Regions from separate parts of the Mus musculus genome. Here region 1 is linked to region 2. Evidence: chromatin contacts called from public HiChIP or PLAC-seq data. All regions are on one chromosome and are shown on one strand. The core of a region is the stretch at or near the end of the contact, and the rest is flanking DNA. Distances in the headings are between cores, read along the strand shown.

Region 1 (3,242 bases), core at 358-2,857, 240 kb after region 2:
GGCATTCTGAGGGTCAAATTCCTCCTCAGGGATGACCTCCTCACAGCGCGCCCCACGGAAGCCAGAACGGCAGATACAGACCTGGGGCCTGCTGCAGGAGCCTCGGTTCTGACAGGGAGGCTGACACACAGCTGTGGAAACAGGGAGAGAGCAATGACCGCAGGGCCAAGTCCTATGAGGCCATGAGCACCCACCGACTACACACTAGAGGCGTCTACCCTAGGGAGAGGACCTTGCCCAGCCTCTCATGGACATGGGAGGCCCACCACCTACCCTCAGCCTCCTGAGGCTTCTATGACCTTTTCTCTCCCTGTTACCCACAGGTCTCCAGGATGAGTATGTCTTTGAGTTTTGAACAAGAGTTGTGGCGTGGGCTCTTACCACACCATCAGAAGGACACACCAGAAAGGAAAGAACTACCTGGTATCCCACTTAGGCTTATATGTCCACTCCTATTGGTTATAGAAACGCCAATTACAGACATTTTATTTTGTATCCTCTGGTAGTTTCAGAGCTTCAAAATAAAAATTGTTACTGAGTAGATTATCAATAAACACTGAGTGAATGAATGAATGAATGAATGAATGAATGAAATCTTTATGGGAGAGGTTCAACATTACCCTAAGAGCCAGTAGTTTGTGTCACTTATGAGCTATACAGCCTAGGCCTATTTTCTGGTGAATACCAAGGGTGGGCTGAGGAGACTGGGAAAATATAAGAGCCTCTCAAGATAACACACCCACTTCTGTCTGTATCCTCTGATAGCCCCTGCTTCTCATCCCTGGCTCAGCAAGATAGAATTCTGGTGTGGGTAATGGGATGACTCTGCTCAGCAGGTCCTAATCTGTCTTGGAAACAGAGTGGAAGCAGAAACTGGCTTCCTCTAAGTGGGTTCTCTCAGCCTACAGGCCTCGACCCCTTTGGGAGTTAAGCAATCCTTTCACAGAGGTCACTAAGACCATTGGAAAATATAAATGTCTTCATTATGATTCATAGCAGTATCAAAATTGCATTTATGAAGTAGCAACAAGATAGTTTATGGTTGTGGTCAGCACAACAGGAGGAACTGTATCTAAAAGCCACAGCATTAGGAAGGCTGAGAACCACTGCTGTGGTGGAAGCCACCACCATGAGCAGCCACCACTGTCGTGAGCCTCCACCACGAGCGGCCACCAGTCCTCCCATGCATGGCTTTTGTCTTCTCTGGACTTTACTATCCAACCAAATCCAGAGACATGGCAGTAATCTGCAGCCACCTAAATCCCCACAGAGGCCCACACTGGGATGTAAGGCCAGGCCTCTTCCTTCCTGGACCTCTGTGGAGAACAGGGTTGACCATGGCCTAGGTCATTCTGGGTAGTCTAAAGCAAGACCCCACCCACCTGCCTCTAATTCCCTTAGTAAGTAGTTGTTGAGCCCTTCCGAGGGCTCCACCACAAAAGACTGAAGTCATCTCTCTTTCATAAGCAGTTTGCACACATGAGGGAGACTAACAGGAAGCAAGAAACAACAGGCCACAAGACAGAAGGAAGACATGGGGCGCCAGGCCATTCAGATGAAGTAGTCCAACACTTCACTGAAGAGGGAGGAGCAGTCCAGAGGGAGTGGACTAGGAAGCTGTGAGTGGCCTTCCAGAGGCAAGCACAGCCTCCTGGAGGCTAGAAGCTATGAAGCCTGCTGAGGAGTGGACTAGGAAGCTGTGAGTGGCCTTCCAGAGGCAAGCACAGCCTCCTGGAGGCTAGAAGATGAATGAGTCCAGGGAGGCCACCGGCTCATGCGGGTGAAGAGAGAGAGTAACCAAGGCCATTCAAGGTCACAGAGGAAACAGAGAGCCCCAGTTGTTCTAAGTGATTTTGAAACCATCAGAAACCCCTACATGCCTGCGGGGTCGGGTTTGTGGGAAATTTTCGGAGAAAAATTCCACATTCTAACCACCGGCCATTTTAGATGGAACTCTGCAATGCTTAATCTTGGTTGTCAGCTCGACTGCCAGCTAGGTAAGTCCCCTCGCAGAGTTAGAGGGAGATACGCTCCTGGGCTCGTTCTTAAGGCATTTTCTTGGCTGAGTTCTTTGAACCAGGAAGACCCTCCACGTGAGATGATCTTCCGGTGGCAGCCGGATATGAGGAGATGGGGCCTCTCTCTCTGTGTGTGTGTGTGTGTGTGTGTGTGTGTGTGTGTGTGTGTGTGTGTGTGTTTTGGGTTTTGCCTGCTCGCCTTCCTGTTGTCCTGTCATGCTGGCAGGGGTCTTCTATGCAGTTTGTGCCATGAGCCCCTGAACTCTGCGGCTGCTTCCACTGACATCAAAACCCAGTGTGGACTGAAGACCAGCGCTTCCCCAGGAATCCTCTAGACCTTCAGTGCCAGATGGGGACCACTGAGGCACCCTGTCTCACAGATTGAGCAGCTTCTGGGCTGTCATTCTCTCCAGTGTGAAGACAGCTATTGTTGGACTACCCAGACAGTATCCTGAGAGCTAATTTAATAAATCCTTTCAATACACACTCATTGTGTTCCTCTAGAGCAGCATCCTCAACCTTCCAAATCTGCAAACCTTTAATATAGTTCCTCATGTGTGGTGACCCCCGACAATAAAATTACTTTGTTACTACCTCATAACTGTAATTTGCTACTGTTATGTATCATAATGTAAATATCTGATATGCAGGATAGCTAATATGCAACCCCCCCCCCCCAAAGGAGTCTCAACCCACAGGTTAATAACTGCTCCTCTAACGAACTCTGGCTAACACACTCTCCAAAGCTCCAGCACATGTTTTTCCTTCTTGGGACCCCTCAGTGTCCTTAAAAGACAAGCACACATTAACAACTAGAGACCTCCCAGCTCTGACCTCGCTAACAACACTCTAAGTCAGTCCACTCTGGCTGAACCTGCTTTCTGGCTTCCTAACCTGGCCGCTTGCCTGAGTGCCACTCGTCCCTCAGAGTCACCTTTCCTGCCCTGGTGACCCATCATTCAGTGACTGCTGCCTCCTCTTTGAACAGACCACTCGTCCAGTGGATGGGTTTTCGTGTTGTGCCTCTCTGTCCCCATTTGTACAGTCGGCCCTTAGGAGTGCGATCAGTTGAGCTCCTAGCATACAAAGCACAGTCACATTATCTTTCTTCAGCCACTCTCCAGTGGGTGCCGATATATTCACAATCTCATTTAATCCTCTCTACATGCTTATCATTCCTATCTCCCCCACATCGCCTCTGAAAGTCAGGGAGATTAAGAGACC
Region 2 (3,188 bases), core at 173-2,672:
TCAGGATATTTCATAGGAAAGTGAGGAGAGGATATAAGCAGGCAGTCTATGAAAGGGACAATCCACGAGCCTAATAAATGTACTAAGTTAGCACAGTGTAGTTGACAAGATGGCTCAGCCAGCAAAAGGTCCAAGTGTTTGTCGCCAAGATCTGAATTCCAGCCCCAGATCCCACTGCGGAAAAAACCAACTCCAAAACCTGTTCCCTGATCTCCATTCCTGTGTCATGGCACACATATCACACGTGCATGTGCATGCGCCCCCCCCCAATAAAATAAAAATAAAGTTATTACAATAGGATACCATCTTACAGGGCTGGAGGGATGACTCAGCAGTTAAGAGCACTGACTGTTCTTCTGAAGGTCCTGAGTTCAAATCCCAGCAACCACATGGTGGCTCATAACCATTCGGTAATGATATCTGCCCTTTTCTGAGGTGTCTGAAGACAGCTACAGTGTACTTACATATTATAAATAAATAAACCTTTAAAAAATACCATCTTACATACATCATTTAGATACATATTAGGAAAAATAAACTAAACAATACCAAATATGGGGATGGTTATAAGGGACACTAGAACCTTTATATATTGCTGTCAGGAACTATAAATTGGACGCGACCACCCCAAAACATTATAGAATTAAGTATGGCTCAGCATTCTATCCTGAGGTGGATAACTTAAAGAGAAACCATCAGTATCTATCTATCAAGAGACAATTGCCAGGATATTCATTACGGTGTACTTTGTGGTGCTTGAAATACTGGAAGTAATCCAGGCATCCTTTACTAGGGAAATAGAATCTATCCAGGGTGACGCTGAGCACCATTCAGGAGTGAAAAGTCATATAGCATGGATGACCTAAAAAACCCAATGCTCAGTTTAAAAACTTCTCTCTTTTAAAAAATCACAACATGATTCATGAATCCAAAGTCAACATATATTTTAAGGTAACAGGATAATTTAAGTAAGAGGGTCTGAAAAAAATTAATGCAAAGGAGGGTGTGCCAAGAGCAGATCGGAATTGAGAACGAAAACTAAGGGAGGAAGATGCCAAAAGAGGGGGGTCCGCAGTACCTAGAGTGAGGCAGCGTCAACTCCATTCTGTGCAGCCAGGGTTCCAAATAGCCCAAACTGAAGGAAAGTTGCAAGGAAGGACCCGCAGGGGAGCAGCCCCTTCCCCACTGCCCAGGCAGTGCGTCCCTGACAACCCGGCCGTCCTCACTAGCCCTGCTCACCTGGCACCAGCTCGGGCCGTGGGTCCCGGGACCGCCATGACCCGGGATGCAAGCGACGAGGCGACCGAGCAAGCCCGGTGTCCTCCCCGGGCAGAGTCCTCAGAGCTCGGGGCCCCGCCCTAGGAGGAAAGGGGTGGGACTCTGGCGACCACAGAGACGCGCTAGATAGAGAAGACGGCTCCGGCGCTGTGGCCGTTCCCGGAAGCGCAGCCTTTCCTGAAGAACAAGAGAGTAGCAAGAGGTTATAGAGCTGGCCGGGTGGCCAGAGCGTCCCCTGTGGGGCTGGGAGGTTTCTTTTGCCAACTGGTAGTTCCGAGTGTAACTTTCTCCCAGAGAAGACAGCGTGATCTGTTTTTTAAAAAATTAATTAATTTAAAAAATACATATTTATTTAGTGAGCTATGTGTGTGTTCACGCGAACTGTGAACCAGGGCGTAAGTGTCAGAGAACAACTTTGAGGAGTCAATTTTCTCCTTCCATCATGAGGGCTCCCGAGGAGCCAACTCAGGTTGTCAGGATTGGCGAGAAAAGCCTTCATCGGGTGAGCTGGCTCCCTGGTCCCAGCACGATTTACAAGATTTTCTTGAAAATGTATTTTATGTATAGGAATGTTTTGCCTGCATGTATGAGTACCACGTGAGTGCCTGGTGCCTGCAGAGTCCAGAAGAGGGCATTGGAGTCCCTGGAACTCTAGTTACAGACCCAGGGCTTCTGAAAGAGCAGCCAGTGCTTGTAACCACAGAGCCATCTCTCCAGGACGTCCCATCTCTCCCCAGCGTGATTTTGTTTGTTTGTTTTTTGTTTGTTTTTCGAAACGGGGTTTCTCTGTGTAGCCTTGGCTGTCCTGGAACTCACTTTGTAGACCAGGCTGGCCTCGAACTCAGAAATCCGCCTGCCTCTGTCTCCCAAGTGCTGGGATTAAAGGCATGCGCCATCATGCCTGGCCAGCGTGACTTTTTTTTTTTTTAAAGATGTATTTATTATATGTAAGTACACTGTAGCTGTCTTCAGACACACCAGAAGAGGGCGTCAGATCTAGTTACGGATGGTTGTGAGCCACCATGTGGTTGCTGGGATTTGAACTCTGGACCTTTGGAAAAGCAGTCGGGTACTCTTACCCACTGAGCCATCTCACCAGCCCCAGCATGATCATTTAAGTCGGGTAGATGTGACTTAGTGGTAAACGACTTGCGTGTCATACATAAGGCCCCAGCACTACAGAAATAAACATATAAATCAGTTTTCCAGACATATATGGCAGCTCAACCCTGTAATTCTGGACCTGAGGCAGTAGAGCAGGAGGATCAAGAGTTCCAGATATGCCTCAGATACATAGAAAGCGCTGAGTTCATGATTAGCCTGGACAACAGGAGACCTGCCTCAAGGGGAAAAAAAAAAAAAAAGGGTAGAGGATCCTCACTTTACATTTGCAGTTTTCAACACTACTGATTTATAGTGGGTTTCTGGTTTGGTTTGGTTTAGATTGCAGCTGTTTTGGTTCTTTTGGTTTATTCTGTTTTTGTTTTTGTTTTTTCTTCCCGAAACAGTGTTCCACTGTGTAGCCCTGGCTGTCCTGAAACTCGCTCTCTACACCAGGCTAGCCAGGATCTCAGAGATCCACCTGCCTCTGCCTCCAAGTGCTGCGATCCTTAAACGAGAAATGTATGAAATGCTTATAGACTGACTAAAGTGCCCAATGAGAGATTCAAGGAAACAATAATGGCATTTCACATTTGCATCTAAATGTATCTTCCTAGCTCTTGATCCTTAAGGTCAACTCTGGAACAAACACTCAACAAGTCAACAAAGTAACAATTACCAGTTGTTTTCAGAGCCTTTTAGACTTGCTTAGTGGCAAGCTCAGTTATCTTTACAAAGCTTCGTGTCCATGACAAAGATACCAAACAAACAAAGCAAATAGGCTTCCCCAACTTCAACACTAATGACTG

What was found. HiChIP or PLAC-seq counts read pairs in DNA pulled down with a chosen protein or histone mark.
Region 1: a contact with region 2 is called in an H3K4me3 HiChIP or PLAC-seq map of bone marrow-derived macrophages, with 2.8 times the contacts expected there. The contact joins the enhancer-like site here to the promoter of Abcd4 in region 2. A contact is called at or near these places in 3 of 39 promoter capture datasets (hippocampal neurons, liver and stem cell-derived epiblast-like cells), 2 of 115 datasets of contacts at active chromatin or transcription factors (bone marrow-derived macrophages and pro-B cells) and 2 of 9 other capture datasets (embryonic stem cells and liver).

Annotation. Positions count from the first base shown.
Region 1 is chr12:84,853,809-84,857,050 of GRCm38.p6, forward strand. Ltbp2 (latent transforming growth factor beta binding protein 2) reads right to left here. Exons shown (of 36, transcript NM_001370743.1): 3 at 1-131. Among named protein-coding and RNA genes, the nearest start is that of D030025P21Rik, 20 kb to the right of the region's middle. Within about 2 kb of position 1,608, at least 70 of the 459 cell types and tissues checked have an H3K27ac peak or open chromatin away from gene starts, as enhancers often do. A contact at or near this core is called in bone marrow-derived macrophages, where this site is marked.
Region 2 is chr12:84,616,044-84,619,231 of GRCm38.p6, forward strand. Abcd4 (ATP-binding cassette, sub-family D (ALD), member 4) reads right to left here and starts at 1,423. Exons shown (of 19, transcript NM_008992.2): 1 at 1,240-1,423. The coding sequence starts at 1,277.